Linked DNA regions of Sus scrofa: all the other regions are linked to region 1. Evidence: chromatin contacts called from public Hi-C and HiChIP or PLAC-seq data. All regions are on one chromosome and are shown on one strand. Each heading gives the region's core, a stretch centred on a gene start, on an enhancer-like site or on the middle of the called end of the contact. The rest is flanking DNA. Distances are from core to core; before and after follow the strand shown.

Region 1 (5,493 bases), core at 1,324-3,823:
GCAAAGATACAAAAAAAAAAAAAAAAAAGAATACATTCATACATAAATTCTAAAAGTCTAAAGAAATGCATGGCAGGGGTAAATAGCAAACTCAGGACAATGGTTCCCTCTGCAGTTAAAGGAGGGAGATGCCATAGGAGAAGGGACCATAGGAAACTTTTTGTGTAGGAAAAGTGCCAGGGAAAAGGGGGTATTTTTCATTACACTTTTTTGAATGTCTGAAGTAGTGTAGGAAAAGTGCCAGGGAAAAGGGGGTATTTTTCATTACACTTTTTTGAATGTCTGAAGTAGTTCTATGTAAGTTTTATGAAAAGCTATAGACCAGTAACATTGGCTTCTAATTGCTTGAGAGCTGCAATGGGCCTTAAGTCATCTGATTCAGCCATTTTACGTTTTATAGATTGGGAAACTGAAGACCTGTGGAACTTTCTGGTTTCTAGAATAGCTAGACTACACCCAGATTTCCTGTTTCTTTATTAAATAAGTGGTTTGCGAGCAGAGTTCTTAGAGAAGGAAGTCGTGATCACTGAGCTTGAGTTATGAGCTTGTTAAGCCCATTTCATTTTCTTTTTTGGCAAAATTACTTGACGGGTAGAAGAAATACCATAGTTATGGTTTATTTTCACTATACCATGTCATTTCTTGACGTTTTATGAATTCCTTGGGAAAGGCCAGAGAACTGTTGCCAGATATTGACCTCTATTAGTTGGGATCATTGATTTAAGAACAGCACTAGAAGAAGAATCATTTATCATGAATCCCAATCAACCATGAGGGGAAAAGCTCTATTCCAAATCATGCCCTATTACATATATTTATCAAGGCTTTAAATGATAAGATAGATGTGTTAATCAATAATTTGCAAAATGCAAAAGTGAAAGAGCTAATCTCTCTTTTTTTTTTTTTTTTTTTTGTCTTTTTTGCCATTTCTTGGGCTGCTCCCATGGCATATGGAGGTTCCCAGGCTAGGGGTCGAATCGGAGAGGTAGCTGCCAGCCTACGCCAGAGCCACAGCAACGCGGGATCCGAGCCGCGTCTGCGACTTACACCACAGCTCATGGCAATGCCTGGATCCTTAACCCACTGAGCAAGGGCAGGGATCGAACCCACAACCTCATGGTTCCTAGTCGGATTCGTTAACCACTGCGCCACGACGGTAATCTCTCTTGACTCACCAGGCAAGGCTAACTGCAGTGCATTATTTCACTGGCCACGTTCTCTTTACCAGCATGGTCCGACTCCTCCTCTAGACAGATTCCAGATTCCACTTGTATTAGAATCCTCTAGGGTGCTTGGCACACAGTAGCTGTTCAACAAATGTTTGTTGATCTTAAACTGAATTGCATGGCAGGATCATAATTCCACGGGTCCTGGAGAGCGGTAGGAAGGGACCTAAACCAACCAGATACCATTCAAAAGATACAAAACAAACTCCTATTTGGGAACGTCTTAAAAATTAAAATTAATTACAGAAAAAGAGAGGAGAAATAGTTGACAGTGGTTCACTTAAAAAAGCACTATTTTTGGGGGGGTGGTTGCTGACTTCAAGCTCTCTGGGAGCAACTGTGAAAAAAGGAATTAATGCTTCAGCTCATTTACAGAACTCTGGATCTCCCACCTAAGTCAGAGATAGAGTAAGGTGCAATGTGCAAATTAAGGGAGGTAATTGCCCCACTTTACTTTGCATTGGTTGTGTATCTGGTTCTGGGAGCCACATTTGAAATAGGACAAGCAGGTGCTTGTTCAGAAGGGTGGCAAGGGGGCTTGAAGCCACTGCAAGGGAATAGATCAAAGTTATGATGCGACTTTTAGCCTGCAGAAAAACCAAAGAGAGGGTTTGAGACGAGACATGGTAGCTGTCTGCAGAAAACCGCAATAGTACTTATATTGGAAAGAGTGAAGGCTTACTCTTCCCCAAAGTGCAGAACTGAAACCAGCAGAAATGGCAAAATATTTCAGCTCGGAAATTCCTCTAACATCTGAAATCATCCTAAAATAAACAAAATGACATATGGGGGGTTGGGGAAGGCGGTGCCATTTGGCACTGGCAGAGGTTGGAGACAGCCTGCCTGAGAGGTTTATTGAACGTATTGGGAGAGGTTAGGTTAGATGACCTCATTGTGCTTTGCACCTCTCTTTTAACATTTATCACGTACCTTCTAGTGATTCGTTTATATACTAGTCCTATCTTTCCCCGATTAGCGACAACACTGGGGAGCTGTTTCCTCCCTGCAGCCACCTCTGGGAAGGTGAATAACTTAACACTGAAGAATACAAAGTCTGGCATTTTTCTGAAGAGCTGAAAAGGTGGCCTCTGATTATGCTTCCGGCTTTCTCCGCTCCCAGTTTTTTTTAATTTTTAAAATTTCTCTTAAACTCCCACTATGTGTTTGGAAACAGGAAAAGCGCTTGCAACTTCCTCAATTGCTCTCTCTTGAAACCTCACAACTCTTTAACTGTCCAGGTCCTGAGGCTCTCTTTCCTCCGCCTGGGGATCTACTCTATGGTAGAGGTGGCCCAGCCTTCTAGCTCTCTAGCCCTCCAGTTGGTCCATCTATGGTTTCCGGAGGCCTCACCGGAAGCTCTTACGCGAGATGGGTTGGGAGGCCGGAAGTTGCGGCCTCATTACTTGCCTTTTCAAAATGCTGCCGAGGCCTTAGGGCCTGTGACTGGCGCCCCCTCCCCCACCTCGGACTCGGCGGGGGAGCAACTCATGGAGCAGCCGTAAGGTGTGGCTCTAGGGTTTCGTCCGCGGGGTGCCGGGAGGCGGGAGGTAGGGGACTGGAGAGTGGGGAGCGGGCGCGGCGCGGCCAGTTCTGCAGGCCCCGGGGTGGGGTGGGGGGGTTACGGGCGGGAGGAGCTAGGAGCGTGGGTGGCGGCGTGGGGACGGTCCCACTGGGCGGAAGAAGGGCTGGGCTGATAGGGAAGGGTTATATGATGAGGATTCGCGGAGGATAAAAATGGAGGTGGAGTGACGTGAAGCAGATCGGCCGACAGGTTACAAACCTAAAATCGAAATACATTGACGCAAAATTTGAAAACAACCGAGGCACCTAGGAGGAAAGGTGGGAGGGAGGAGGAGAGAATGACATTGAGGTGTCTTCAAGATTTTAAGGTAGTGGTTTTCAAGGCTGCCGACTATCTGTCTCAGTTGTGCTGAGTGCTTGCTTGAAGAATGCTCGTTTGAGGCCCGCACTCAGGCTTCCCCAAGCAGAATGACCAGGAGATGGGGTCGGGAATATGTATTTCCTCAGCACGTTTCCCAGTTTATTCTTGTACACCCTCAAGTTTGAAAACCGCCGTTTTAAAACCACACCCGGGGAAAGTGCTGCTGCTCTTTTTCTTTAACTGGAAAGATCTTTTATTTGGGAAGCTCCTTCATGCCTGGGGATATTGGCACCTGGAGAAAGTATCAAAGATACTTGGTACTCTTTGGTATCAGGTATTACTACATCTCAGTGTAGGTTTAGACCCCTCCCTTCTCCTACATTCCTGCTATGAAAAGTTAATTTACTTTAGAAGTAACAGTACAGTCAGGATCACAACGTTTTATTGTATAATTAAAAAAAAAAAACCTATAATATACTTGCCGGTTGTTAAAAACAAGAAACACACAGTACTGAAGTAAACTTGTCCCTAACCTTTCCCCTCCTCAAGCCAGCTACCCTTAACTACTTGCTATCATGTCCATCCTCGCTTTTTCCGCACTTATTCACATTTTTAAACCATAGTAGACTCATTTTGTATGTATTGCTCTGCATCTTATAGTTTTTCAAATAACAACATCTGGGACAGCTGTCCCTAAAGTATACATGTAATGCTTCTTTTGGTATAGTCCCGCCTAATAGGGTTGTACAAAAATTTCATTAACCAGTTCCCCATTGATGGATTTTTAGGGTGTCTCCCAGCATAGTTTTTGTTTTGCAGACTCTTGCTACACACACGCTTCGCCTTTTTAGGTGTGTAACAGACCTGGTAAGAGCTAAAACAACATCTGAATAATTTCTTTTTTAGAAAGTTAGTTTTATTACTTTTATGTAATTAGTTGAAAGGGAATCAGACAGCAGTATTTAAGGCTTTAAAGACTAGAAAAGAATGATTATGCCTGCTGATTTCTGACAGGTTTTTATTTTAATGAGTCTTCAAATCACAGTTGAATTCAAAGGTAGAGATTTGAAGATGAGGTGTAAGAGTCTTGGATTCTTAGGGTAAAAACCACTCTTCTGTCATCAGTAAGAGTGTACTCTCTTATGATTTCAGTGCAGTAGGGAACACACATAAAAACATAAATATAGTGTGGTGAATGTTTTAATAGAGATGCTCTGGGAGTCAGAAAAGCCTTGACCAAGGAAGTAACTTTTGACCTAAGTAGAAGAATGAGTAAGAATTTTCAGGAATGGAAAATAGAGCACAGAAGAGGAGAAGGTGCTAAGGCAGTGGCTTTCAAACTTTTTAACCATGACTCCTAGCAAAAAAATAAATTTTATATTGTGACCCAGAACACATAGGAGGGGTAATACTTAAGAGCTCTGGCTCTGCGGACAGAGTGCTTGGACTCTTAAGACTGGGATTTTGGATAAATTATCTTCCCTGCTTCAATTCACTCTTCTGAAAATGAGGACAATAATATTCTTACGTTATAGGATCTCTGCTAGGGTTAACTGAGTTATTGAATATAAAGTGCTTTAAAGGGCGCCTGACACAAAGACGCTTTAGTGTGTTAAATGTTGGCTATTTTCAATACAGAAACAGTTCTACCTAACAAAACTTAAACCTTTGTTATTCACTTGTATTTTTTATCTGTTCTGTTTCATTAAGAGAGGAGAGGTTAAGACCAACTGGGATACAATTTGTAGTTTGAAAAACTCTGAGAGATAAGTGGTAAAGGGCTAGACAAATTCAAGACACTGAGTTCATCATTCATCATGGTGGGTATTGAATGGTAGAAATGGAGACTTGAGAAGAGTACCAAGATGGAATGGAGGGTACGTTGGAAACGATCAGGAAAGCTTATGTGCACATATTCAGTGAGGGGAATGAGTTTCTAGGAGTGGGAGTGCCTATTGAGTCAGCTCTGTAGTTCCATAGTCCTTCATTCTTCAAATGCCCTGAAAAACCAGGGTATCTTGGCCTGCCTTGGGGATATTCCTTGTTCTGCTGAATTGTGGACTGAAGTGGTGGAATTGACTTCTCTTTCGATAAGCACATCCCTCTTGAAGGAGAGTCCTTTTAAGAGCAAGCAGAAAAAAGCTGCAAAAAGGCCTTTCTTCTCTTGCTCATTTAAAAGGCAAATTCTTTTCAGCTCGCTGTACTCATCCCTAGGGTTTATTATTAGCCTCAAAGAATCCCATCTCCAGAGAACCAAAGCAGTACAGGCTAGTGATAATGATTCTTTTAATGTAACTGGAATAGTATTTCTAAGATTTCTAATTTTTTCAACATACAGTAGATAAACACAAGGAATTTTTGTGATTTCTTACGTATTTGCCCTGT
Region 2 (5,745 bases), core at 640-3,139, 610 kb before region 1:
TCCACTATCTAATAAATTCGTTGAATTGGTGATACATTCATTCACAAGTTTCAAAATTCAAAATGTATATAAGGGTATACAGTAAAAAATCCTCCCTCCTACTCCTGTCCCAGCTCTCCTCCAAAGCCAATCTTATCAGTTTCTCAGGTATTCTAGTGATATTTTAGGCATATATAAGCACAAATACACTTTTATATGATATCAGGTGTAATACATATGATATCCTGCACCTTGCTTTTTTATTATATTTATTATCACAATTTTAAATTATGAATTAAAATTTTGTAACAAATCCTGTTTCACCTATACCCATACCAACAATCCATCCCCTATTCTGGCCCAGGACTGGAGCTAGGGTGAGGCAAGCAAAGTGCCTGGCATAATTTAAGGAAGTCCTCACTCTTGGGGTTATACTTGCATATTTGAGTGTGACTCATTAGATTTTGCTCCTTAGACTTGCCCTGAGATCCAGCTCTGCTGGCTCCTCTAAATTATTTTGAAGTAAATCTCAGGGATATCATAGCTTGATTTTTCTCTTACTGTATATTGGATATCATTTCATATCAAGACACCATGAACTTCTTCAACTTTTATTCTAGTTGCATAGTATTACACTATGTGAACATGCCATAATTGAGCTGGTTTCTGTTGATAGACATTTAGGTTGTTTTTGCCATCTTGGTATTTTAAACAGTGCTGTAATGATTACCTCACATGTATAAGTTCATCTGTAGGATTAAATACCTAGAAGTAGAGTTTAATAATCCACATTACCAACCCCTTTTTGATCTTTGCCAATCCAATGAGGGAAAACAATTTATTGTAATTTAGTTTCCATTTCTCTTATAACAAGTGAAGTCGAACATGTTTTCATCTGTTTGAAGATCATTTACATTTCCTTTGCTATACTGATTGTTCACATCCATTGCCAATTTTTACTTGGGTCTTTGTGTCAGATTAAAAGTGGATGCAAAAATAAATAAATAAATAAAAGTGGCTGCATGGGAGTTCCCCTCATGGCTCAGTGGAAACAAATCCTACTGGTATCCATGAGGACACAGGTTCGATCCCTGGCCTCACTCAGTGGGTTAAGGATCCAGCGTTACCGGGAGCTGTGGTGTAGGTCACAGACGAGGCTCTGATCCAGCAGCTGTGGTGTAGGCCGGCAGCTGTGACTTTGAGTCCACCCCTAGTCTGGGAATTTCCATATGCCCCGGGCGCGGCCTTAAAAAAGCAAAAAAAAAAAAAAAAAAAAAAAAAAAAATTGGGGCCTACACAGCAGATCACCACAACGTGGGATCCTTAACCCACTGAGCAAGGCCAGGAATCAAACCTGCGTCCTCATGGATACTAGTCCGGTTTATTACAATGGGAACTCCCCATAGCATCCGGCTTTTGAATTCAGATCGTGGCTCAAAGTGTCAGATATGAGAGCTCTGAGTTTGGGCTTCTTGCTGCCCTACCCTGTCCACCACAACAGTGCCATCAAGCCTAATTTCCAGGGAAATAGGCCTTAGAAAAAGGCACTAAATTAACTCACTTCACAGACAAAGGTGCCAAACAGGACGTTTGGGCTCTTAAAGCAGAGTCAGAAAATGAAGACACGGTGGCGCCACTTCATCAGCCGCCCCTCCCGGCAGCCGCCAACGCGCAACCGAAGCCGCTCTGCGCCTCCTTCCACCACACTCCAGGTGGCGCTGTTGGACCAACCCATGTTCCAAAACGCCATCGACTCAGTTTGGCCTCCCCCGGATGCTATAGAGCACAGAGATAAGCGGGAACCGTGTGGCTAGAGAGGTATTTCCCTGGAGCCGCCCAGGTCACCGCGCGAGCACCGAGCATTTCCGCTTCCGGCTCCTTATTCCGGAAGTTGCATTTCGAAGTAGTGTGGCCTTTGTGAGGTTCCACCATGGCGTACCGTGGCCAGGGCCAGAAAGTGCAGAAGGTGATGGTGCAGCCCATCGTATCCTACTCGGGATGTGAAAACTAGGAGGTTCGGACCAGGAAATGGGGGGCGAAGGAACAGAAAGAGCAGGCCAGAGGGAGCGGAGTGCAGCACCTCATCCCATGAGCCTCCGGGGCGCTCGAGACTGGTAGAAAGCGCGGGTAGTTGAAGAGTCGGTGATGAGTGGGAGGTGGGCTTGGGCGGACCCCTGCGGTGGGAAAGACAGAAATGGTGGGGGTGTGCGGATGGAAGACAATCTTAATTATGTACTGAGTGACGGCGGGAGTTAGCGGCGTCTGGCAAAAGGAAGATGTTGGTGCTGAAGAGACTGCAGGAGAGTATGGGGTGGAAGGGGTCGTTTACAATATCTGGGAGCTCTAAGTGTGTGCCTAATTGGGCACTTTTCGTTGCATAGGCACAGACTTCGAGTTCAGAAAACAAAAGTGAGGCGGGGGTAGAATTGACCAGTTTCAGGGGGTAGAGTCTGTGAATGTATGAAATTTTTCCTTAACCACTGGTGCAGAACCTCATCTTCAGATACTTGCAAAATGTAAGTTGTTTATTGTTAATTGTTTCATAATTACTTTTTAAGTTAAGGGTGAATTTATTTTGCTGTTTGTGTTATCTTGTCTGTTCACTGTTCTAAAGTTAAAAGTAGATGAAACTGGAGATTGGAAGGGTATTTGAGGGGAAGGAGTGCAGGGAAAGCTCTAATGTGATAAAATTGTGTGTAGCCATGCCAAGTCCAAGCATGCAAAGAGTTGTGTTGTCTTTACTTTGCAAGACCAGTATTACTTATTTCAAAAAGTTGTAGGCACAGCCAATAATTATTGGCTCAGGTGACAGTGGTATCCTGGTATTGCTACTTTTGTTTTTAGTGATCATGGCCAGAACATTGGGACCTTTAACCCTTCCCACTAGGATGAAACACTGGAAGAAAATTGAGTCAGCTTTAAACCAAATGGTGTGTTTTGTACTGGGGGTGAGGGGTGGGGAAGGGGGATGGAGGGACACACCCTTATGTATTGAAAAGACACTAAAAAAGAAAGATGGGAGGGATAAGTTCAGAGGATTCAGTGGAAACTTCTTTTCCTTTGGGGTTATTTTTAGTACTTGGAATTTGACTTGGCACTGCAGAGTGTTTAAATTATCTCAAAGAAATGTGGTTGCTGTTGACAAATTTTAGTGCGGCAACACAATGGAAAAATAGCCATTGTAATTTTTAATCACCAGAATCAAGGGTCCCTCTCCTGGTGATTAGGTATGAGAGGTGGAAAACCGAGAACTTACAGAAAGCTGCCTTGGAACTGGATTTTGCTATAGCAGATAAGAAACATCTTTGTGCAGTCCTATCGCAAGTTTTCACTCTAAATGTGTAGAGCCCAGAGGCAGTAGAAATATGATTGAGTACCAAAACAGGACAGTTATTAACAACTCTGTCCCGATATAGCATTTATTAAGTTAGAATGTTTCTTGTTAAGTAACTAGTCTTGGCTTTGCTATGTTACCGTTTTTCTGGGAGCTGTATTTGTCTATTGTTTGTCCAAAGTGGTGGATTTTGTTTACTTATTTCTTAACATTAGGATTTTTATGATTATTTCAGAGATCACGGATTCAGGTGTGGCTTTATGAGCAAGTGAATATGCGGATAGAGGGCTGTATCATTGTGAGTATCCAGGATATTTTAATTTTTTAATTAAACTTTATTTATTTATTTATTTATTTTTGTCTTTTCTAAAGCTGCACCCGAGGCATATGGAGGTTCCCAGGCAGCTATGGGTCTAATTGGAGCTGTAGCCGTTGGCCTACACCACAGCTCACAGCAACGCCAGATCCTTAACCCTCTAAGCGAGGCCAGGGATCGAACCTGCAACTCATGGTTCCTAGTCGGATTCATTAACCACTGCGCCAGGACTGGAACCCCTAGTATTTTTTTTATCTTAGTTCATTTTATTATTAATTTTAATTGTAATCAATTGTTATTTCCCTAATGCATATTTTTTTCCTACTGTACAGCATGGTGACCCAGTTACACATACATGTATAAGTACCCAGGATTTTTTTTATCTCAGAGCGGTATCTCTTAGAAAAAGATTTTACAAAAGATGGCCTGCAGAGCAATGTACAAAAAGTCAAAGACCCAACCCAAGGAAAGTTCTTCAGGGCCCACCATCCTTGCCTCATTTTTCTGCTTGATAGGGATTGAGTAATTCGTAAAACAGAGGGAAAATTAACTTTTAAAAGTTATTTAAACAACAATAATAGTCTTTAAAGGAGTGCTCAAGAGAAATAAAATTTGAGGGGGTGAGGATTAATGGAGTATTAGTACTGGGTTAGGTGTTACCTGAATCAAGTTAGATGGGGTTTGTTAAGTAAGACATTCAGGATGGTAGAACGATCTAAATAACGTTTTGTTTTGTTTTCCCTAAATGGTGTTTTAAAGAAAGATAAAATATGGTTGTAGGTATTACATGAGGACTCTGGTCTTTCCTTTAGACAGTGTAGATCCATCAGTAATCTCTCCCTTCCCTGTTTATTAGTTGAGAAACAAGCATGGTGGTTAGTGGTGATGGCATCCTGAGGGAACATGGGAAGAGTGGTGGCAGTAGAAGGTAATTCATACATGTACACACATTCTTGATCAGGTTATGAAAGATAGATAAAATGGCTCTTTGGCATAATTAATGAAATCTTAAGTCCAAAAGGTTACTAAATTTGAAGTACATTTTGTCTTTCTTTGTTATCTAAAAAGAGGCTTAGGATGAGGAGGTGGTGTTTCAACTGAAAGATCAATGGAAAGGTGAATTTCTGAAGTTTCATTTCTTTTTTTTTTTTTTTTTTTTTGCCATTTCTTGGGCCACTTCCGCAGCATATGGAGGGTCCCAGGCTAGGGGTCAAATCAGAGCTGTAGCCGCCAGCCTACGCCAGAGCCCCAGCAACTTGGGATCCTAGCTGCGTCTGCGACCAACACCACAGCCCACGGCAACGCCGGATCCCTAACCCACTGAGCAAGGCCAGGGATCGAACCCGCAACCTCATGGTTCTTAGTCGGGTTTGTTAACCACTGAGCCACGATGGAAACTCCTGAACTTTCATTTCTGATCGTATATTGGCATATTCATTTAGAATGGTTTGGTTACGATCTCATGAGATGACAATTGGCTTATTTTTCCAGGGTTTTGATGAGTATATGAACCTCGTATTAGATGATGCAGAAGAGATTCATTCTAAAACAAAGTCAAGAAAACAACTGGGTAAGAATATAGCTGGCCTTAAAAGAATTGTAGAAATTTGTATTTACTTGCAGTATTGAGTAGGTTTTGACCCATTTCATGTTTAGATATAGTTGGCATTTGAGAAGTTATTATTTGTGAGATTAGTACACTCTTTTCTTCCTTTTTTTTTTTTTTTTTTTTTAGGGCCTCACCCACAGCCTATGGAGGTTCCCAGGCTAGGGGTCGAATTGGAGCTGTGACTGCTGGCCTACTCTCCAGCCACAGCAACGCAGGATCCGAGCCAGTCTGCAGCTTGCACCACAGCTCACGGCAACACTGGATCCCCAGCCGACTGAGCGAGGCCAGGGAACGAAGCTGCGTCCTCATGGCTGCTAATCACATTCGTTAACTGTTGAGCCATGACAGGAACTCCCAGGATTAGTACACTCTTGAAATCATCCTTTGTCACTTGTTCCTCACCCCACTCCATTTCTGCTTCTGTCTCTCCACTCAGCTCTCACCAAGGTCACCAAAGGCTAATGGTATTAAATATAATGGTCCTCATTTTATGGAGCTCCACATAGT
Region 3 (5,295 bases), core at 1,650-4,149, 650 kb after region 1:
TTATCTGCAATAACTTTCTTGCTGTATCAATCAGTCATTCCCATAGATTTGTATCTTCTGAATCCAGCCAACCTTCTTTTGAAATGTCTAACATTCCACTGCTAAATATTCCTTCCTGGAGTTCCTGTCGTGGTGCAGTGGAAACAAACCCGACTAGGCACCATGAGGTTGGCGGTCGATCCCTGGCCTCGCTCAGTAGGTTAAAGATCTGACGTTGCAGTGAGCTGTGGTGTAGGTCGAAGATTCGGCTTGGATCTGGTGTTGCTGTGGCTGTGGCAAAGGATGGCAGCTGTAGCTCTGATTAGACCCCTAGCCTGGGAACCTCCATATGCATGGGTGCCGCCCTAAAAAGCAAAAAATTCCTTCTTAAGTTTTACTTTCATGAATCTTTGGTATCATTCAAGAGAAATCTTTCCCATGACTCTTCTATCTCTTTCAAGGTATGGGCCTATTACCTTTCCTCCACCCTGAAGTTTTTAAAAATAAGGATCAACCCTTTGTCTCTATTTCATTTCCCACATCTTCCCGAAATCACTATAATCTGGCTTCCATTCAAGTTGCTGAGGAGCCTCAAGTTGCCTGAGAACTAAATAGGATAGCGCTTCCTTGGCTCTTAGCCTCAACTGCTCTCCGACTGTTTCTATGGAAGACACCACACCGACCTGTATTCTCTTCTACCTCTACACGAATAAATATATGAAAAGCACTCAAAAATAGGCCGAGCTCATAGTAAGTACTATATAACTGTTAATCGATATATTATCATTTATTATTCCTCTTATCCCCTAAATATAGATGACTGCCCAAGACTCTGTCCTCAGCAGTTCTCTTTTCTTCCTCTCCCACTTTCTCCCTGGGTCTTAACATCTACCAACAAGGTTTTGATTAGCCCACCTGTAGGAGGATTACAAATCTCTCTTGTAAATCCAAATCCATCTCCTGAACCCCAGGGTCCACACTCAACATGTCCAATGCTAGCTGTCTTTTCCAAATGTCCTTAAATGTTTGTGAATAGCACCACATTGGTTCCCATTATTTTTCACTTCGCTTTCTTACCACCACCACCACCATCGGCAATCAATTTTCAAACTGTGTTGACTCAACCCTCTCAAAGTCTTTTCTTTCCACTTTCTAGCTCAAACCTTTTTTTTTTTTTTTTTAAAGCTCAGATTTTCTTTATCTCTCAACTACTCCAGTCCTCCAAACTGGTTTCATCACCCAAAACTCAACTACGCACTGGTGTTGCACACATCTTTCTTTTTAAAAACTCAGCTCTGATAGAATTACTTAGCAAGTGAAAGCCCTTCAATGGATCTTTCCTACTTTCCTTAAAGAGAACAACTTTTCAGCTAGGAATTCAAAAGCCTACACAAAATGGGTGGCACCAACCCCATTTCTTGGTCTTTTCTATATTCACAGTACCCACAACCTAGCCAATATCCACTTAAACATCCACTCAAAACTTCAAGTTCTCCACAGGTTTTACTAGCTTGTTTTTCTCTATTTCCTTTCTTCCCCTGTCCCAAAGACATTCACTCCTTCTTCCATTTTTTTTTTTTTCTTTTTTGGTCTTTTTAGGGCTGCACCTTTGGCATATGGAGGTTCCCAGGCTAGGGGTCGAATCAGAGCTGTAGCTGCTGGCCTACACCACAGCAATTTGGGATCCAAGCTGAATCTGTGACCTAAACGCCACTACAACGCCAGATCCTTAACCCACTGAGTGAGACCAGGGATCGAACCTGCATCCTCTCATGGATGCTAGTCAGGTTCGTTTCTGCTGGGAACGTCTCCCTCTTCTAAACGCTCTTAGTACTTAGCAAAGACTCTTAAAGGGTGGCGCATGTTCTGCAACAAGTTATGGCTATTTCCAACTGCCTTACTCTCCATGCTTAACAAAAAAATTCTTGAAGGTAAAGACTATTCCTTAGATAGTTCTATAGTCCTTTGGACTGCCAGCAAATCTATGAAAAAAAAAATTTTTTTTTAAAGAGGAGCATAGCCATTGAAAATAGCAAGTCACTTAGAAGTTCTTGAAAACCTCAGACATCCCTAGGTTACAATGCTAAAGATTACCTAATGAAAACCCAGAAGGATCTAGAGTTTACAAACAACTTGGTTAAAGGGTAAGGAGTAAATGCATCAAAGAGAGTGACAAAACACAACTGCCCTGGAGTTCACCCCTCAGTGTTTTACATGTCCCTGAGAGTTAAAGACCTTGAATAAAAAGACAAGGCAACTGGATTCCAGTGCCAACTATACCATTTACTTGCTTTATGCCTTCAGTACCCTCTAAGCCCTTTTCCACTTATTCAACGAAGGACTTGTATACAAGTTCCTTCCTTTAGGCATCCCGTGTTTCTACAAAAAGAATGAACCTACCCAGGCACTCAAAACCCTGACAAGTGTTCAAAGCTTTACCTCAAGCCTCACTTCCTCAGATTCCTTCTCCAGGACTCTGGTCCTGCTTGCTTTGGATCCTTGTAATCGAAACTAAGTCACAAACTATCTGTCCCTATCGCTCCACAACTGAACTGCAAGGTGGCCTCAGGAAAAGCAATGCATTCTGTTCGGGTCGAAGCTAGGCTTCCTCCCCCTGCTGCTGCTCCATATCGAAGCGCCCAAAGATCCATCGCAGAACTGTGTCCTTAGTGTTGCAGCCTGAGTCCCCTCCGCCCGGTTCCCTCCTTTCCAGGACCAAGGGTTCTCTAAGACGCAGCCACAGTCCTCCTCACCCAGCAACTCGAGGTTCATCCCTGAGGACTCTGGCCGTCTGCTCTCAGCTCCAGCAACGACACCTTCTCCCCCGCCCTCTTCCAAAACCTGCGTCTAAATCGGGGGCGCCGCAAAGAGACTGGCGCAAGCTCCGTAGACTTTATGGTTTAGAAGACCCCGCGGCTTCCGCTTTCTTCCCTCGCCTGCCTTGTTCGTTTCAAGCGGGCTGTCCATATATTTGCCTAACCAAAAAGAAGAACAAACGCTCTCGAAATCGTTTGACTATGACATTTCTTAAGGAATAAAAATTCCATCGTCAGTCACTTATTTAAAAAGTTCAGGAATCTGAGACTGTTTCCTCTCGGATCACGTATGCGAGCTAAAAAGTTTAGGCATATAGTTAGACTACTAATCCTTCTGTGTTGTGTGTGCGGTCGCGTTGTCCCGGCGGGCTGCCTCAGATGCCGCAGGAAAGGTTCCGGCCAAGTCCCGCTGAAGTAACGCAGTGGGAAAGGCCGGCCTCAGAGCTCGCGCGTGGAGTGCAGCTGTCACGGTCAAGGAGGTACTTACCCTGTATGTAAGTTAGTTATCGTGTATCTGGCTCAGTCCCGTGAAAATTATTGCACATTTGTAAAGCTGTGCCTTCCATCCCACAGAAATGTACGATAGCGTTTATCTAAGGATTTACCTGGTGCCCAGCGTTGACCAGGACACTGAAGATGAGTTGGTGTGAGAAGTGGCTGAGTTCTCAGACAAAACTGTGATGAAATACCCAAAGCAACTAAAGAAGGCAGTTGATGAAACTAACGAATTTTGTATAAACAGGTTTTGCCTCTGAGTGCTGTGGGCTATGACAAAAAGCAAAGATGGGCATAGGCTGGATGCCAAAAAATAGAACTGGAGCTAGATCCCCTTACGTAGACTGTAATTCCAGCTCCACTGCTTACTGACTTCACCCCTTGGACAGTATCTTATCCTCTGTGCCTCGGTTTTCTTGTATGTATAGTGGGGGTAGTGCTTAAAGCTTTATTGTGAAGGTTAAATAAGTTAACACATATAAAACACTTGGAACAGCAAATATCCAGTAAAATGGTAGCTATTATGACTTTCTCCTAAATTATCTCACTTCCTTGAGACCATTAGGGTAGCTGTTGGCCTCATTTGACCAAGTGTAGTAATTGAGGCTCAGAGTTATTAGGCAGAAAAATCACAGGCCCAAAATGGTATCACTTGTACTAAAGCCCATGATACCTAATCTAGATCTTATTCCTGACCTAACTGCAATTTCAACCTTGACCAGAAATGTAATCTTTTTTTTTTTTTTTCCGCTTTTTAAGGCCACACCTGCAGCATATGGAAGGTCCCAGGCCAGGGGTCGAATCGGAGCTACAGCTGCCAGCCTACACCACAGCCACAGCAATGGGGAATCTGAGCCATGTCTGTGACCTATACCACAGCTCACGACAACGCCGGATCCTTGACCCACTGAGTGACATCAGGGATCAAGCCCATGTCCTCATGGATACCAGTCAGGTTCGTTTCCTCTGTGCCACAACAGGAACTCTGAGAAATATAATCTTCATTGGCTAGTCTGGAATCTTCTGGTCAGCACCAATGAGGTAATGTGTCACTTGGGCCCTTGCCACCTCTCCCCTCTCCAGCACGCCCCGTAGAAGGGGCAATATGCATGATAAAACCCTTGCCTTTAACCTGGGCCTAAAAATAAGCCTTTCTTTTCTTTTACTAGTAGCTCCCTTACCTTCTTCCTAGAAAAAGCTTCCATTTTGTACAGTCCTTCAGGGTGCCCTTCTCTTTACTAGATAGGATGCTGCTCGATTCATGACTTGTTTAATAATGCCAATTAGATCTTCAGGGTTGAGGTTTGTTTTTTAACAGGCAGTTTGCATTCCTTCACGTATCTAAAACACTGCCTAAATGTCATCCAAGGTATTGTTACCACCAGCAGTGGTATATAGGAGTATTTCTAAACACTCTTGTAATCATTTGTTATTATCAGTTCTCTCAAACTCTGCCCATTGGATAGGTGATAAAATGTCACTGTTACATTTATTTCATAATGAGGGTGAACAGCTTATCACATGTCTAAATGTGTACTTTTCTCCTCTGTGAGATGACCAGTTCATCTCCTTTGCCTATTTTGGGGGTGGAGTACTCATTTTGTTAGGGTTTTTCTTTTTGTCCATTTTTTTTTTTTTCTTTTTACAGCTGCACCTACGGCAAATGGAAATGCCCAGGCTGTGGGTCAAATCAGAGCTGCAGCTGCTGACCTGCACCACAGCCACAGCAATGCAGGCTTACAGCAACAGTGGATCCTTAACCCACTGAATGAGGCCAGGGATGGAACCTGAATCCTCAGGGACACTATGTCAGGTTCTTAACCCACTGAGCCACAGTGTGAACTCCCCATCTTGTAGGATTTTTAAGCAAGGAGTAATTATGATCAGATTGATATTTAAGAAAGAAAATAAGGATAGTGTGGAGTAGAAATTGATTAGAGGGATGGAAAACAATTAGAGTACGATGTTAATCTAGCAGAGATGAATGACAGGTAACTCAAAGCCA
Region 4 (5,823 bases), core at 347-2,846, 660 kb before region 1:
GCAAATTTCCACACGCCATGGTTAAACCAAAAAAAAAAAAAAAAAAAAAGAATGGATTATTATTTGGAGAAAGGTAGAAAGATGGGGGGAATCTGATCAGGCAGATTGCCTCACTAGTGCTGTTAAGAAATTTCACTCTGGGAGAAGCTGAAACTGCAGTTAGTTTAGGTATTAGGTCTTGGTGGTGATAAACATAAGCAGATGCCATTTGGGGACCTAATGCGGTCTTTTAAAACATTTTTCTTTTAGGGCCACACCTGTGGCATATGGAAGTTCCCAGGCTAGGGGTTGAATTGGAACTGTAGCTGCTGGCCACAGCAACACCAGATCCGAGCCTCGACTGCAGCCTACACTGCAGCTCATGACAACACCAGATCTTTAACCCACTGACTGTGGCCAGGCATTGAACCCACATCTTCATGGATACTAGTCGGATTCGTTACTGCTGAGACACAACAGGAACTCCCTCTTTTTACACTTTATATAGTAGACCAAGCAGATGCATCCTGCAAGCCCTAGTCTGGAGAACCCGTCAGCAATTTGGAAAGGCTTCTATTAAACTGAAAAACCTTAGGTGTTGTGGCACAGATGGAAATTGGTTACCAGGAACCTGCTTGTTAGGGCTGGTTGACATGGCAATCACAGAGTATTGTCATGTAAGGCAGGGATGATTGGGGCTAGGATTCTAGTGTTGTGGCTTCTCACTTTGAAGGGAGATAAAAGCTCAAGTGCCAAGAGACTCAACACCTCTCTGACCTGATACTTACCCAGTCCTGGACTGGCTGTGACTCCCTCACGAAGCTGGTAGTTGGCAAAACAAACCCAAGAGGAAGTAAAAGGTGCCTGGAGTCCTATGTGCTTTCCCATTAAGTGTATCCTTTCTTAACAGCAGAACTACATCCTTTATCCAAGTTCAGTAAAATGCTGCCACCCAAGTAAGTTCTGTTGAGCCTATATGCCAGGGTACACTATATATATTTAAGTGTATTTGCATATTAAAAAGTTATAAAGAATACATGCTAAATTAATGATAGGTTATTTCTCAGGAATGAGATTTATGGAGACAAATTTTGTACTCTACTTAAATTTTAAGAACCCACTTACATGTATTTTATAATAGGAGGAAAAAAGTAAAGATATTTAAATGGAAAATACAGGCTAATATTAATAATGAAGTGGGTAGGCGACTAATGTTTTTCCTTTTCATGTCTCAACCCTCATGAACTTTTTAAATGACCACGAATTATTTTTCTAATACGAAAATTTGTTTTAAGGGGAAAAAAAAAACTGAAACCCATTCACTACTTCAAATAAAAATAACTGTTCAATAAAATTTTAAAAATAATAAATGCACAAATCTTTCAACATCGCATGGGAAAAACAGTTTATTTCTAAATCAGATTTATACAGGATTTGAACAATTTACTCATTATTCATAATCAACTTATTTAAATTCAACTTTCTGGTAAGAATAAACTGAACGCTTACAGTCTCGTGGACACAATTCTCGCGCTTCCCCGCTTATTACGTCAATTTCATTACACAATTTTTAAAAAAAAATCAAAGACAGTTTCAAGAAACCCGTGACCTTCTAAAGCGCATTCCTTGGAAAGGCAGGGCCTCCACGGTTTAGCACCTCCCCTCTCACGTGACCCTGTCACCCGAGGAAGCCATCTTAAGCATCGCCTCATAGAGGAAAACTACATCTCCCAGAATCCTTGCGCTTTGCGTCGTGCTGGCACTTTTACTGGCCGGATCTTAGAACTGAACCTGTAGCCAGGCGCCATCTTTGACTCTGGCAGTCTTGGATTTCTGCTGGTGTTGCTGCTGAGAGGACGGCGGACGGCAGCGGCTAAGAAAGAAGAAAGACGTGGCAGCAGCGGGAGTCGTGGATAGTGTCGTCGGTTCGGTAAAGTTTCTGTTCTCCGGTAACTAGACCCGTTTTTTTGCTTCCCGGGTGGCTCGGGGCCGGGGAGGTGGGGGAGAGGGCGAGGGGAGTGGCCGCGGCCTCCCCTCGCCCCTGGGTCGCGGCCTAGCCCGGGAAGTCAGAGCGGGTCCTTCGGCCCGGTGGTAAAGACCGGCTCCCCCACCTCCGGGCCGCTGCCGTCGCCAGGGCGGCCTGGGAGCCCCAGGCTCCAGCTCCCAGGCCCATCTACCCCCACCCTCCTTCACCCCACCCCCACGGGGCCTGCTCCTTTTCCCAACCAGTCTTCCTCCCTTCCCCCACATCCGGTGTTGGCGAAACTGTAGGAGCCGGGAGCAGCCCCGGGAAACCGACTTGTTCCCCTACTCCCGGAGGAGAACTGACAACTACGTTGCTTTCTCTGGGGCAGCAGTTTCCTTAGTTTTAGCGAACCCCACTGCCTAAATCAAATTGAATGCCAGGAGCTGATTTTACCTACTCTCATTCCTCTCCAGGGTCCCACTACTTGGGAGATTTTCTCAAACTCCACATACAGAAAGCCACCGATCTTATTCCGGTATCCTACACCCCTTTCCTACCTTAATTACACTCCCACCCCCAGCCCTCAGCATCGGAGTCAAGAGCAACAGGGACACTTCCGTTCTCCTTGTAGGATTGATGAAACCGTAATGAAGAACGCCCCCTAAACTCCCATAATCGGTGCGGATTCCTATGGGGAAGGCCCATATTGTTGACATCTTCCAGGCCTTGGTTCTGGACCTTGAGAAGGAGGCTGAACTAGTGATAGCGATGCTTTTTAGGGTAATTGTATGTAGGTATTGGGGGAAGGGGAGGGATCAACCAAGAAGGCATGACACTGATTTAAAACTCATATTTCATTTTCTGCTGCTCATATAGAGTCCAACTTAGGAGTTACTCATTTGCAGGCTGTAAGGCTTCTCCGGTCTAAAAATGTCTGAAAACCAAGTATGGATTAACTCTTGATACAGATAGTAAATTAGAAATTCAGTTTGTAATCTTACTTTAAAATTTTACTCTCAAAGCATTTTTTTTTTTAAAAGCTACCTACATTTTTAAAAAATTGTGTTACTTTTAGCTAGAGCTGAAAGGGTCAACAGGCATTTGCTGTTAATGACCAGTATGTGGAGTCTGATTTAGCTTTCCAGAATTGACTTTTGGGGTTGTATTGGCAAATCACAGTCTTAAATAATGGATATTAAATGATGCACTATGTTTTTGTTTAAATGAAATTTACTGAAAATAATTCCAGAATTAAGGGGATTTGATGTTGCTGTCGTGAGGCAACATAAAAGATACGTATTTTAAAAGCTAAAACATTTCAAGCAGATACAGTTCTTGATGAATCATAAAGAATATGGACCATAGATTTGGAAGACTTGGTTTTTAGCTGCTACTAACTCTGACGCTGGAAAAGTAGACCTCAGTTTTCTTTTCTGTAACATGAGGAGATTGGACTATTTGAATTCAGAACTCAGAAAGTTGGAAGGGATCTTAAAGCCCTCTGTAAAAGAGTTTGGGAATGAGCTCCATTGCTGTCACTTTTCCTCCAAAAATAACCTGGCATGGAAGTCATTGGTCCAGTGGGAATTTGACTCCCCATAGAAACTGGAGAAAAGGTAATGCAAGTAGAGAGGAACAGCTGTATATCTGTTTGAGGAATAAACCCACTAACAGATTCTGCTACGAATTTTGGAGACATAAAAAGAATGAGTATATGTACCTTAAGTGTACCAGTGTCCTCACTCTCTCCTGGCAGAAGATGTAGCACTTTTAGTGGTGCTGGGATTCTGGGCTGTGTTCCTATTAATTCTAATACAGATGAAGAAGATGTGGTAGAGGGAAAGATGGTGGCAGAAGGAGTGGATAAAGAGGCAAAATTGCCTGCCAAAAAGAAAAGAAAGAAGGGTTTGCGAATTAAGGGGAAAAGGCGACGAAAGAAACTGATCCTTGCAAAAAAGTTTAGTAAGGATTTGGGATCTGGGAGGCCTGTTGCAAGCACTACTGCTTTGTTAGCGTCTGATGCCCCTGAGCATGATGAAGAAAGTCTTTTTGAGAGTAATATAGAAAAACAGATCTATTTACCTAGTACTAGAGCAAAGACTTCCATTGTGTGGCACTTCTTTCATGTTGACCCCCAGTATACCTGGCGGGCAATTTGTAACCTCTGTGAAAAAAGTGTTAGCAGGGGTAAACCAGGTAGCCATCTTGGGACATCTACTCTCCAACGACATCTACAGGCAAGGCACTCACCTCACTGGACTAGGGCCAACAAATTTGGAGTTACTAGTGGGGAGGAGGATTTTACTTTGGATGTACCTTTATCTCCCTCTTCTGCTGGAAGCAATGGAAGCTTTGAATATCTCTCTACTGATCCATTAGATGATAGTGGAATGGGTAAGAAGCGTGATAAATCAGTATCTGATGCCTTGAGGGCAGAAAGAGGAAGATTTCTCATCAAAAGTAACATAGTCAAGCATGCCTTAATTCCTGGAACAAGAGCCAAGACATCTGCAGTTTGGAATTTTTTCTACACAGATCCTCAGCACATCTCAAGAGCTGTGTGTAATATATGTAAAAGAAGTGTGAGCAGGGGTAGGCCAGGTTCTCACTTAGGAACCTCAACACTTCAACGACACCTGCAAGCCACACATCCCATCCATTGGGCTGTTGCCAACAAGGACAGTGGTGCAGTTGGAAATGGATTAGATGAGGCTGAGACTGAGGGAAATGATCTCTTGAGCAATACTTTGCATGGAGAAAAGTCTGCAGGCAGCCAAAGTGTAACAGCTGAGGACCTTACTGACTCTGATTCAGATGAACCTCCTGTATTAGAGGTTGAAAATAGAAGATCTGAGAGTCCCATTCCTGATGCAGAGCAGGACACTCTTATGCATGCACAGGAACGAGAAGCAACATACTGTGAAAATTCAACCTCAAGTCAAATAAGTCAAGCAATAATTCAGATGATTGTGGAAGATATGCATCCTTACAACTACTTCTCAACCCCAGCCTTTCAGAGATTCATGCAGATTGTGGCCCCTGACTATAGGTTACCATCTGAAACTTACTTTTTCACTAAGGCTGTCCCTCAATTATATGATTGGGTTAGAGAAAAAATTTTCTTGACTTTGGAGAATGTTCAAAGCCAAAAGATTCACTTGACTGTGGACATATGGACCCATGACCCATCCACTGACTATTTCACTGTGACTGTACACTGGGTCTCTTTGGAAACGCCATCTTCTTCAAATAGTGACAGGATCCCCAATTTTAGAAAGTGGGCAGTTCTTTGTGTAACAGGTTTGGCCAAAGACTGTTTGATAACCAACATTTTACAAGAATTAAATGACCAGATTGGTCTGTGGCTTTCTCCTAATTTCCTCATCCCTAGTTTCATTGTTTCTGACAATTCTTCTAATGTAGTACATGCAATCAAAGACGGTGGTTTTACCCATGTGCCATGCTTACTGCATTGTTTAAATATAGTTATTCAAGACTTTTTCTGTGAACACAAAAGCATTGAGAACATGTTAGTGGCTGCTCGGAAAACATGTCATCACTTTAGTCATTCAGTCAAGGCCCGTCAGATACTGCAAGAGTTCCAAAATGATCACCGACTACCATGGAAAAATTTGAAGCAGGATGAAGCTGGCCATTGGATTTCTACCTTTTATATGTTAAAATGGCTGTTGGAACATTGTTACTCAGTTCATCATAGTCTTGGTAGAGCCAGTGGAGTCGTGCTCACCTCCCTTCAGTGGACTCTAATGACATATGTTTGTGATATTCTTAAACCATTTGAGGAGGTCACCCGGAAAGTGAGTGTGAAGACCACAGGGTTGAATCAGGTGCTACCCCTAATCCATCATCTACTCCTT

The links. Hi-C and Micro-C count contacts between places; a contact is called where the count stands out from the background. HiChIP or PLAC-seq counts read pairs in DNA pulled down with a chosen protein or histone mark.
Region 2: a contact with region 1 is called in an H3K27ac HiChIP or PLAC-seq map of alveolar macrophages. The contact joins the promoter of SNRPE here to the promoter of MDM4 in region 1. A contact is called at or near these places in 1 of 5 promoter capture datasets (liver), 4 of 47 Hi-C or Micro-C datasets (embryonic fibroblasts, heart right ventricle, omental adipose tissue and 1 more) and 2 of 2 datasets of contacts at active chromatin or transcription factors (alveolar macrophages and skeletal muscle).
Region 3: an H3K27ac HiChIP or PLAC-seq map of alveolar macrophages shows a contact between it and region 1. The contact joins the promoter of RBBP5 here to the promoter of MDM4 in region 1. A contact is called at or near these places in 1 of 5 promoter capture datasets (liver) and 1 of 2 datasets of contacts at active chromatin or transcription factors (alveolar macrophages).
Region 4: a Hi-C map of liver shows a contact between it and region 1, with 6 times the contacts expected there. The contact joins the promoter of ZC3H11A here to the promoter of MDM4 in region 1. A contact is called at or near these places in 1 of 5 promoter capture datasets (fetal liver), 2 of 47 Hi-C or Micro-C datasets (heart right ventricle and liver) and 1 of 2 datasets of contacts at active chromatin or transcription factors (alveolar macrophages).

The regions. Positions count from the first base shown.
Region 1 is chr9:65,172,915-65,178,407 of Sscrofa11.1, forward strand. MDM4 (protein Mdm4) reads left to right here and starts at 2,574. Exons shown (of 10, transcript XR_002335784.1): 1 at 2,574-2,729.
Region 2 is chr9:64,558,655-64,564,399 of Sscrofa11.1, forward strand. SNRPE (small nuclear ribonucleoprotein polypeptide E) reads left to right here and starts at 1,890. Exons shown (of 5, transcript NM_001097465.1): 1 at 1,890-1,963; 2 at 2,469-2,495; 3 at 3,549-3,611; 4 at 5,121-5,199. The coding sequence starts at 1,910.
Region 3 is chr9:65,818,782-65,824,076 of Sscrofa11.1, forward strand. It overlaps RBBP5 (retinoblastoma-binding protein 5), which reads right to left and starts at 2,900. Exons shown (of 14, transcript XM_003482656.4): 1 at 2,733-2,900. The coding sequence starts at 2,751.
Region 4 is chr9:64,517,299-64,523,121 of Sscrofa11.1, forward strand. It overlaps ZC3H11A (zinc finger CCCH domain-containing protein 11A), which reads left to right and starts at 1,597. Exons shown (of 19, transcript XM_005656653.2): 1 at 1,597-1,928.